3 separate regions of the Mus musculus genome follow, and all the other regions are linked to region 3. Evidence: chromatin contacts called from public capture Hi-C and promoter capture Hi-C data. All regions are on one chromosome and are shown on one strand. Each heading gives the region's core, a stretch centred on a gene start, on an enhancer-like site or on the middle of the called end of the contact. The rest is flanking DNA. Distances are from core to core; before and after follow the strand shown. Region 1 holds the start of St8sia1 (ST8 alpha-N-acetyl-neuraminide alpha-2,8-sialyltransferase 1). Region 2 overlaps Pde3a (phosphodiesterase 3A, cGMP inhibited). Region 3 holds the start of Spx (spexin hormone).

Region 1 (3,635 bases), core at 25-2,524, 550 kb after region 3:
CGGAACGCTTCTTAACCTACTTCTAGCTTACTTCTCTTTAGCACCAAACATCTACGGAGGCTAAAAAATAAATTCTCTGAAAGTAACAGTCTCTAAGTTGTTCTGGGTCTCCCTTCCCACAGAGATGGGTCAATTGCAAATACAACACAGACTAGGGACAGACCAAAAAAATCCTTGATTTTGCAAAGGTACCTTGAAACGTCTCTTGGGATGAGGGATGGGACAGAGACCCTGACTTAAGTCTCTAGGTTGGGCACGGCACAGAGGGCACAGGACAGAGAAGCCTCACAAGCGACCCTGTCTTCTGCACACTAGCAGGAAGGGATGCTGGAGGGGAGCAACGGCCAGCAGTAGGTACCTGAAGAGACTGGCTGACGTCTGGTTCGTCCTCCAAGCCGTCCGCTGTGCCAGCACCCCTTGCACAATCTCCTTCTCGTTGGGCAGCCGGTAGACAGGGAAGATGTAGAGCCAACAGAGGACCACCACACAGAGGGCACTGGCTCCTACGGGTAGCCGGGTACGCGGGAATTTCCGAGCTAGCATGGCCATGGCCCCTCTGGACGTATGTAGGGCCCGCCCGCAGGGGCTCATCGCAGCCTCGATGTCCCAGGGTCAGTGTACCCTCAGCACAACGCTGGACAAAGTGGCAGTGAAGGATGCTCCAGTGGCCGGCCCCCCATGCACACACACCTTTGGCTTTCCAGCTCGCAAACGCACGGCTGGGGAACCCCCACGCCACGGCCCCAGAGGTCAGCTACAAGGATCTTCGCCAATGCAACTTTTACTGGGATGTCTTGCTAAAGGAAGTGGCCTCCGGGCAAATCACAAGCCTTAGTCTCTTTCCCTGCAGGCAGCGGGCGATGAAGGAGTCTAAGAGCAGTGGGGCCGGTGGCTCCCGCCCTTACTGCAGCATCACCGTCGCCCTCGGCTGGGGTCCTGGAAGAGGCGCGGCTGGCTCCCGGACGTCTGATGGGTTGTGTCCCTTCCAGAAAGAGATGCTCCTGCGCCCTGCACCGCCCTTTCCCCGCCTCCTGCGCCGCCGCGGTGCCCGGCACCCCCCAGATGCGCTCTCCGCGCCACACCAAGTCCTTGGAAATTTCCACGATGGCCCGGGACCGCTACCCCACCCCCGGCGCCTCGGCCGCGCCCGCCAGGACCCTCACTCCGCGCCCCTCACGGGCAAACCTAGAACTCTCTCTCATCAGTTCATTCAGCGGTGCGCCGCAGCCTTCTGCTGCGCCCTGGACTCCGCAGACACGCGCCCCGGGATTGGTGGAAATCAAGGTCTCCCCCGCCCTCCCCCACCCGCGAAATTGCCTCCCGTGACCTGCTTGGGGCCGCGACGCTAGCCCAGGGTGCAGGCCCCTCGCCGCTGCCCTTGTTCTCTGCAGAGGGAGGCAGACAATAAGAGCAGCAGCCCCTCTGGTGCGTGCATGCACACGCGCATATGTCTATCCCGGAGTATGCACAGATTGGGGACCCGCACACCTTGTGCCCAGGCTGCTGTCTCCCTCTCCTTTCTGCAATTGATTGGTTATAACTGAGCAGTGAGGAGGCTGGCGAATATTTATTCCTTCCTCGGCTCCCTTAATCAGATCAGCCCGTGCTGAGCTACGATTCCATGCACGCACTTGCGTGCACGCGCGGGCGCGAGCTCACACGCTCAGGCACGCACATACACGTCCGCGCGCGCGAACACACACACACACATACACACACACACACACACACACACACACACACACACACTGCTGCTACTGGGCACAAGGGGAGATGCATGCACACTGGGATCCACCACCTTGCCTCCACCCTTCCGAGAACAGAGGGGCATCCTCATATGCTTGTGGCTGGTGTTCTCCCGCAGACCTTGGAGGAGATAACGCCTCTGTAGACTAAAAAGCTGTTTATTCTTAAAAGGCTGCAAAGGCAAGCTTATCACAACCACGACCTTGGAAACGTGCAACCCGCCTGGACCCGCCTAGAGGAGAGACTCACAGTAAGCCATTTCTGCTCGCCCTAGCAGAAGTCGGAAAAGGCTCGGGTACCTCCTAGCGGCAGTCTCTTCTATTTGCTTAAGCATCCTGTGCAAGGACAAAGAAGAAAGTCTGCAGCCTCCAAAACCAGCTAGCTTAGTCGTCACAGGACTGAAATCTCAGGCCACAGTTCCATTTGTTCAGCCAAGAGCAGCACTCCAGACGGCCCACAGTGACTAGTTTGTGCCCTGCAGTCTTTTTTAGCACCTTCAGTAGGGAGAGGTGAAACTTGAGACTTTGGTGCCAACCAACCTCTACCAGCATTGCAATGCTTTTCTTAGGAAGACTGCTCAATGCTCCCCAGTGGAACCAAATACCGTTAGTTAAAATAAAGACTGCCCTTGCCGCTGATAGAAGCAAATAAAGACTGCTCTTACCGCCGGGCGTGGTGGCGCACGCCTTTAATCCCAGCACTTGGGAGGCAGAGGCAGGCGGATCTCTGAGTTCGAGGCCAGCCTGGTCTACAAAGTGAGTTCCAGGACAGCCAGGGCTACACAGAGAAACCCTGTCTCGAAAAACCAAAAAAAAAAAAAAAAAAAAAAGACTGCTCTTGCCGCTGTTAGAAGCTTGCTGCTCTTTTAGAGGACCTGTATTCAGTTCCTAGCACTCACTGCGGGCAGGCAGCTCACAATTACATATCTGACTGGGGAGGGGGAGGGGAGGTCTTCTGAAGGCACCTGCACATACATATACAAACCTCCACACCATTACAGGCACATAATTTTAAAATATAATAAATGTTAAAATAAAATGAAGATCCCTCTCACCCCAAACTTCCTCTGTTCTAGGAAGGCAAGATGGGGACATTTGCCATCTTTGAGGGCTGTAGACACATCATCAATCACTTTTCCTCCCTATAACTTAAACAAAGCACAAATGATCCCAATTTCTCTTCCTCCAGGTCTCCATATAGCTGAATTTACAGTAAACGAAATAAACCTACAAGCAAAAGATCATACAGGGATCATGAGGACCCATGAAAACCTTTCCCATTTAGTACTGCATTACAATGTAACACACTGTAGTACTGCGCTACAATGTAAACACTCTGGCCCCTTCTTTCCCAACCCCTGGGCAACCTTTATCTGATGTTACCCTCTGGTTCTCAGGAGCATTAACAATGGCTACAATGTTATTTTCCTCACCTTTCCAGGTCTTCATGGTGTCATGTCTGTCAGCATATAGTAGCCACAGTCTTAAATATGTTTTTCCTCCCTTCCTACATACAAATCTACTGACTCATTCAAGGATAAGTGGCCATTAAATTCTCCCTGGATAACATGGTAGTCCCAGACCACCTAAAACACTAGCTTCCGTGCCAGCAAGACATTTCAATGGGTCAAAGCACTTGCCACCCAAGCTTGGAGACTGGAGTTCTGTCCCCAGAACACGTCATAGAAAGAGAGAGTTGAGTGCTGAAATGTGTCCTCTGACCCTCACATCTATGCCATGACAGGCTCACTCATACTCATTACACACACATACAATAATAGCAATGGCAATTAATAACAACAATAATAATAATAAATAACAATAATAAAATGATGATGATGCTGTCTTTGTAGTGTATTGCTCAGGGGTCTGTAGTTCCTGTTCTCATTC
Region 2 (3,279 bases), core at 279-2,778, 920 kb before region 3:
TGAGCCACTCCCCAGTCTATTAGCTTTTGAATTGAATCAGGGAAAATGAAAATTTGGTTTCTCTCTGATACTCTGTTGCCAACCTATTTCTCTGATGTTTATAAAAGGAAATTATTGATTTTGGGATTCAGACCTAGAGCCTGAGATTTGAGATTCAAGAGTTATTTATTCATCTTTTAGTTTTTCTCTTTTGCTTTATTTCCAATTCAAGCAGTCAGCCTGCTGCTATGCTTATGAAGAGAAGTTTGCCCCTGGAATATAATAAAAGAGGTTTGTCAACTGAGCCTCTGATGAGAGTCTTCATGGATTGCCATTTAAACTCAAAGACATTAGTAGTGTACATACCCAGGCATGGGGAATTGAAGGATTTATTCCAAGACCATTATTTAGCAGGCTTAGCTTGCTCATCTAAGCTTGAGTGGAGAATGCTTTGTCCAAATACTGGACTAGCATGTTAACCTCCACACTGATAGGTTGTTCCCTTGCTCTTTCTGTTTTAGTCAAGTCTAGTAGAGCATCCATTGAGAGTTCTATGGATTCAGTTACACATGGCTTTCAGTAATTAACTAGCCCCCATACCCTGAAATTTAAAACATCTCTGCCACAACAATCAGATACTGTAGCTTTAAAAGTATGATCTGTTGGTGTACATGTTTGAGTGTATATGCATGTATGCATATGTATAGGAACATGTGTGTGCATGAAGGTACAGGTGCATGTGGAGGCCAGGGGTTAATGTCCACTTATAGTTTTTGAGGTAGGGTTTTCCTTGCGAACTTGAAGTTCATTTATTTGGCTAGGCTTGGTAGCCAGTGAGCTCCAGAGACCCACCCGCTTCCACCTCCCCAGATCTGTGATTGCAGAGGCATGTCACAAGATGTGTGCTCATCCTTTCACATGGATGCTGGAGATCAAGCCGAGGTCCTTGTACTGGCGCAGAAAGCACTTTACCCACTGGTCCATTTCTTGAGCTCCCAAAATTCTGACTCTGAAGCACCTTTGTGGCCTCCAAAATGATAAAAGTGGAGTGATATTAGCAGACTTAAACACTAGCCACAGAACAGAGTCATAACATTTAGTGAGGCACTTCCTCATTTTAATAAAGGAGAAAATAAGATTGACAGCCAACCATAAGCAACATGACATGGTGGTAGAATCAGCGAAGGCACCCAGGTTTCTTCATTTTTTACTCCCTTGCTTTTGAAGTCTTTGTAATTTTCATTACAGAATTCATAATGGCCGGGATGTTTACTTTGATTTAGCCTGTTCTTAGATTTCAGGGGCGGGGGTGGGGGGGTGGGGGGTGGGGGTGGGGAATATTAAATAGACACTGGTGAGTGAGTTGTGCAGTTTGCAAAACTTGGAGGTCTCCCTGGAAACAGAATAAAATGCTGCAGTGTGATGTCCAGAGGGAGGGGGCTTTTATCCCACCTCATAATTAAATCTGAAAGGTTCCTGGGGCGAGCTAAGAGGTTTCTAATGAAGTACTAAGCTGTGCTTGGAGTCTGCACCACGAAAGGCGCTTTGTTCTCCTTTCAAAAGGTTCCAGTGCTGAATAATTTGGCTCCCAGCGCTGGCTAGTTTCAGACCACCTGCAGATTCTAATCTACGCAAATTTATTTGGTACAAACTTTCTTCTACGTCACTTGGTTCAGCATAATTCCAGAGAGGTTTATTGCTAATGTTTAACAGCCATCAGAGAACAGCTGCTCTCCTGGGGCCTGCCCCTCGAAAGGGAAAAAGGGGGGAAATGGGGCTTTTGTTATCTTCTTCCCTGAAAATGTGCTCACACCGTGAGCAGTAGAGGGTTTCCTACTACTGTGATTCAAACCAACTTCTGAGTAAAAAGTCTATTCTGGGGCTAAAAAAATGGCATTTAAGGTTCTTTCGAAGTTCAGTTCCCAGCACCCACAATGCAAGCACTGTTTGTAACCCCAGTTTCAGGAAATGCAGTGCCCTCTTCTTGCTTCTGCAGGCTCTGCCCATACACGCACTCAAGTGGGCTTCCATACACACGCACATATACAAACAAGTCATTTACATTCATGACAGTTACAACAAAACTGGCGTAGAGAGCTTGGCCAGGAAAATAATTTTCCTTTACTTTTAAAAGTAAAGTATGCTCGTGTACTTTCTTTACTGAGGTAGGATATTGTGTTACTTTTCTCCCTGCCCCCATTCCTTCAAAAAGTGCTTAACAAAAATCAACTCAAGGACACCAACCTGCCAGCTTCCTCCTTTTTATTCAGTCTGGGACCCCCACCCACAGGATGGCACCATCCACAGTTAGGAGGGATTTTTCCTACCTGGAAGCTCCCTCACTGACACGCCCAGAGCTTTGCCCTTTCTGCTGATCCTAGGTCATGTCAAGTTAGCAATATTAGCCATGACGTATTTAAGTGATTGTTGTTGTTGTTTTGAGGAAGTAGCTTGTTGTCAGAGTTATTGCCTGTGCTCTGGCAGCAAGCCAGGCTAGGCCACCTTTATCAAATAAACCAATTAAAAGAACCAAATTAGGACTAGGATAGCCTAGCACATAAAAGTTCCCTACATAAGACTGATCCCAGAATCCAATATGTGAAAAGATGGTGGTGGTGAGGCTTAGCATTTATAATCTCAGCACAGAAACTAAGAAATGGGTGGTTGAGAACAGAAAATCGCCTAGAAGCTCCTGGCCTGCTAGGGCCGCACTCCTCCCTCCCTCCTTCCCTCCCTCCTTCCCTCCCTCCTTCCCTCCCTTCCTGGTAATGGAGAATGGGCCGCAACTTCTTCCTTCCTTGCATCTTTTCATGCTCTTTTCTTTCCTTAAGGCCATTTAACATTAGATTTCTAACAGCATTTTAGGAGTAAAGAATTATAGATCTAATGTGAACATTGGATATATGGTCACATCACCATTTTTCTCTCTATGATCACCTTGCAAAGGGATGGTCCCCAGGCTAGAACATTTATCTATATTATCTATATTGCAAAGGATCAGAGAACTGATTTCCAATCAGAGGCTTTCTAAAGTGAAAGTTCTGAGAGGAGGGAGACCAGGATCTGGAGGTAGGAGTTAGGGTGCGTCCCTGCGCTTACAATTCAGTCAAGCTAAGAGCAATAGTATCTTGGTTACATTTTTATTGCTGTTATAAAATACTCTGACCAAAATGACTCAGGGAGAAACGCTATTTTATCTCACAATTCCAGGTTACATCTCATCATTGTGAGAAAGTCACAGTGTCAAGATCTATAGAGAGCTGGTCACATTGCATCCAGAGCCAGGAACTAGAGAACAAT
Region 3 (3,246 bases), core at 201-2,700:
ATTAGGCTCAGCAGCCAGCACCTTTACCTGCCAGGCTGTGTCACCAGTCCCTTGGGCTCTCAACATCGCTGACCTGAAATGACTCCTTTGTTTCTGATCACTCTGCTGTTCATCGCCTCTTTTCTTGGACCTTTACTGTGCAGCTTCTGTATGTTTGCTTCCATAGCTCTGCCCATTCCTCTTAGGGATGCTTCACACATGCCCAATCTTTCCTCCACTTTTAAATTCTTAGAATTCTTGCAGTTCTTACAGTGGGTCACTTCAATGTTTAGAAAGGGAAAGACTAAGCTAACTGCCTCTTTGCTGGGCTCCTAAGTCTGGCATTTCCAGTCACCTGGCTTATGTTTCTACTTGCCTGTCGAATACACATTTTTCTTTCTGTGCGTTCATAATTTGGTTTCTTAGGAAGTCTCTGTGGTTCCTCTAAACTGTTTCATTTACCCACGCTTGAGCCAAAACTCTAAGTAACATCCTTGGCTGACTTATTTTCTCCTACCTACTCTCATGTCTGTCTTACCTGCTAGTCCTGTTTTCCACATCCAGTCATTTCTATCTCTCCATTCCTCCCACTCCTGGTCCAACCTTCCACCTCAGCCTTTTGCTTGAGACCATTTGAATATGTGCTAGCCAGTTCCAAGTGCCCTTCCTTGTGATGCCACCACCCCTACTCCACACAGTATTACTGCCTTCCTCTGCTTCAAATAAACCAAGCTATTTGCTGTTTCTGCTCTCTCTCTCTCTCTCTCTGTGTGTGTGTGTGTGTGTGTGTGTGTGGTGTGTCTGTCTGTCTGCCTGTCTGTAACTTGTAACTGGTATACTAATTTCAAATTCCCTGGAATCTTCTTTTTCAAATCTCCCTCTAAAATAACCCAGCACTGCCCTGTCATGTCATCTTGGCTGCCTTTACTTACTAACCTAAGCATGGTGCCAGTAGCGTAGAGAGAGTCCTCCCCTAACTAAAAGATTAGCTTGAGACCAAGAGGTAGGAGGTAGCCATTCAACACATATTTGTTAAATCACTGACTAGATGGACACTTGAGTAGATGAATGACTGGTGTCAAGTTCCTCTGAGGCTCGCTAACCTTTTGGTGTTCACAGGGGTGATTCATCTCCGCCCACAGTTACATTTGTTTCATTCATAATGGTGAAATGCATTGGGCAGCTAACAGGAAAAACAAAGGTGACGGTGCTGATACAGTCAGAATGTCTCCTGGCTGGTGTGGTCAGTTCCCAAACAAATGATATCCGCTCATCAATCATTGTCCTATTTCTGCCAATTAGACCTCCCCAGAGGAGTCATCAGGTCCGCTCAGTTCTGAAGATTGACAAGCTACCCTCGTGGTCTCCTCTCCTCTGTGCAGACTCCAACACTAGGAGTTTTTAAAGCCCGGGGGTTGTAACAAGTTTAGAAGACTGGAAGGTAGGGCGAGAGATTGTGGGGCTCTGGACAGGGTCGGAACATGAAGGTAAGCAGCAGATGTGTGCACCCGATATCTTTCCAGCTGTTCTATAAACTGTCTACCTTTCTATCTAGGTTATATGTACTGAGCATTGTAGTGACTGGACATTTGAAGAATAGTGCCTTTAAATAGTGCAACCTGATTTTGCTGAATAGAACTTATCCACCAATTCTTTATTTGGGTGAAGTTATGAAAATCATATCTTTCTAATTTTTAAAGTTACTCTTTATGGATTAACTAGAAGGTGGGATCATATACTGAGTGAAGTAAGGGGCCTACTGTCCTCTCTGAAGAGGAAGCAAAACGAAAACAAACAAACAAAAAACAAACAAAAAAACAAATGCAGCCACACTCCGTCCGATGAGGCTGTGTTTGGTCGATGTGTCTTGTAGGGGCCCAGCGTCCTGGCAGTGACAGCCGTGGTCCTTCTCCTGGTGCTGTCTGCGCTGGAAAACTCCAGCGGTGCTCCACAGGTAATGCAGAGAACACAAACCCCGGGTTCGGACTAGGCAGCCTCTGTTTTTGCTTTTTCCACCCGCTGCATTGTAATAACGATTCTTCTCTCCTCCCTGCACTGCAGCGACTCTCTGAGAAGAGGAACTGGACTCCCCAAGCTATGCTCTATCTGAAGGGTGCACGTGAGTTCCATACTCCTTATTCTCCTCACGGAGGGTGATGGGAGACATCCGGGGACTCCTAAGAGACAGGGTCACAGCCGGCTCCAGTAAATAATTAGGATTTCAGACAATCCAGAAACCATAGGAGTGGGCAGGTGGGACAAAAATACTCTGATGGCCAGAAACCCTCCCCCAAAGAGGTGTTTGGGGTCACTACTGTGACCTGGCACTCTCGAAGCTGAGGCAGGAGAAATGCTAGCTTGGGCTACCTAGTGGGCTCCAGGTCAAACTAAGATCCTGTCAGGGAAAAAAGGAAAAAGGAGGAGGGAGGAAATAAGAAAGAGCTGGAGAAGGGTTCAAGAAAGGCGAAATAAAGGAAAGGGGGGAGGGAAAAGTGGGGGATAAGAAGGAAGGAGAGGAGGGAGAAGGGGAGGGAATGAAGGAAAGCTGGCTGATTGAATTTAGAGAACTAATGATTGAACAAAGAAGGTGCCTGGTAGAGGAGCATAGAATGGCAAAAGAAGTTAGGAAGGGAGAGAGGAAGGGAAGGGGTGGAAGGAAAGAGAGAGGCACGCGCGAATCCCACTGGGGCTGCTCTCCGAATCGAGGTCGCATCCCTGGCGGGAACCCGCGATCTCCCTGATCCTGGGGTCTAGCTGTCTGCCTCAGTCCTCCTCGTGTCCCACCCCTCCCCCTTCCCACCCCCCGCAGAGGGCCGCCGCTTCCTCTCCGACCAGAGCCGTAGGAAGGAGCTTGCAGACCGGCCGCCTCCAGGTGAGCGAGCGCTGCGCCTATGGCGGGGTTCCACCTGCCCTGTCCCCTAGCAGGCGGCTAGTGAGCCCGGGTCCCCAAACTGGCAGGGTCTGTAGCACAGACACAGGGCAGAGAGAAGCCCCCTCTCCGGGTATTTCTGGAAAGAGCCTTGATCTTTCTCTTCCTAAATAGCAATTGCTACTAAATAATCACTTAGACATTTCAAGTATATCTTTCTCCTAAATGATTAGAAACAGCCGCCAAAGGTTTTTAACCAAACGCAATTAAGTTAAAAGCTATGAACGAATGATTGAGCCAGGTATGAATGACTGAGAGGAGGATCAGTTTTCTTCCGGGACAAACTCTAGATAAGCTATCCAATCTCAAGTCCTCAGCCCTAAATAGTTGTAGGAAAC

Evidence for each region. Promoter capture Hi-C pulls out the DNA fragments that hold promoters and counts their contacts. Capture Hi-C pulls out chosen DNA fragments and counts their contacts.
Region 1: a contact with region 3 is called in a capture Hi-C map of embryonic stem cells, with 2.7 times the contacts expected there. The contact joins the promoter of St8sia1 here to the promoter of Spx in region 3. A contact is called at or near these places in 1 of 39 promoter capture datasets (liver) and 1 of 9 other capture datasets (embryonic stem cells).
Region 2: a contact with region 3 is called in a promoter capture Hi-C map of embryonic stem cells, with 3 times the contacts expected there. The contact joins the enhancer-like site here to the promoter of Spx in region 3. A contact is called at or near these places in 4 of 39 promoter capture datasets (cranial neural crest, embryonic stem cells, hippocampal neurons and 1 more) and 1 of 9 other capture datasets (embryonic stem cells).

The regions. Positions count from the first base shown.
Region 1 is chr6:142,963,178-142,966,812 of GRCm38.p6, forward strand. St8sia1 (ST8 alpha-N-acetyl-neuraminide alpha-2,8-sialyltransferase 1) reads right to left here and starts at 1,275. Exons shown (of 5, transcript NM_011374.2): 1 at 359-1,275. The coding sequence starts at 591.
Region 2 is chr6:141,494,248-141,497,526 of GRCm38.p6, forward strand. The region is part of intron 15 of Pde3a (phosphodiesterase 3A, cGMP inhibited); the gene reads left to right. Among named protein-coding and RNA genes, the nearest start is that of Slco1c1, 28 kb to the right of the region's middle. Within about 2 kb of position 1,529, at least 41 of the 459 cell types and tissues checked have an H3K27ac peak or open chromatin away from gene starts, as enhancers often do. A contact at or near this core is called in embryonic stem cells and stem cell-derived epiblast-like cells, where this site is marked.
Region 3 is chr6:142,411,981-142,415,226 of GRCm38.p6, forward strand. Spx (spexin hormone) reads left to right here and starts at 1,451. Exons shown (of 6, transcript NM_001242345.1): 1 at 1,451-1,466; 2 at 1,853-1,933; 3 at 2,041-2,098; 4 at 2,789-2,851. The coding sequence starts at 1,461. It also overlaps a transcript of Golt1b not described here.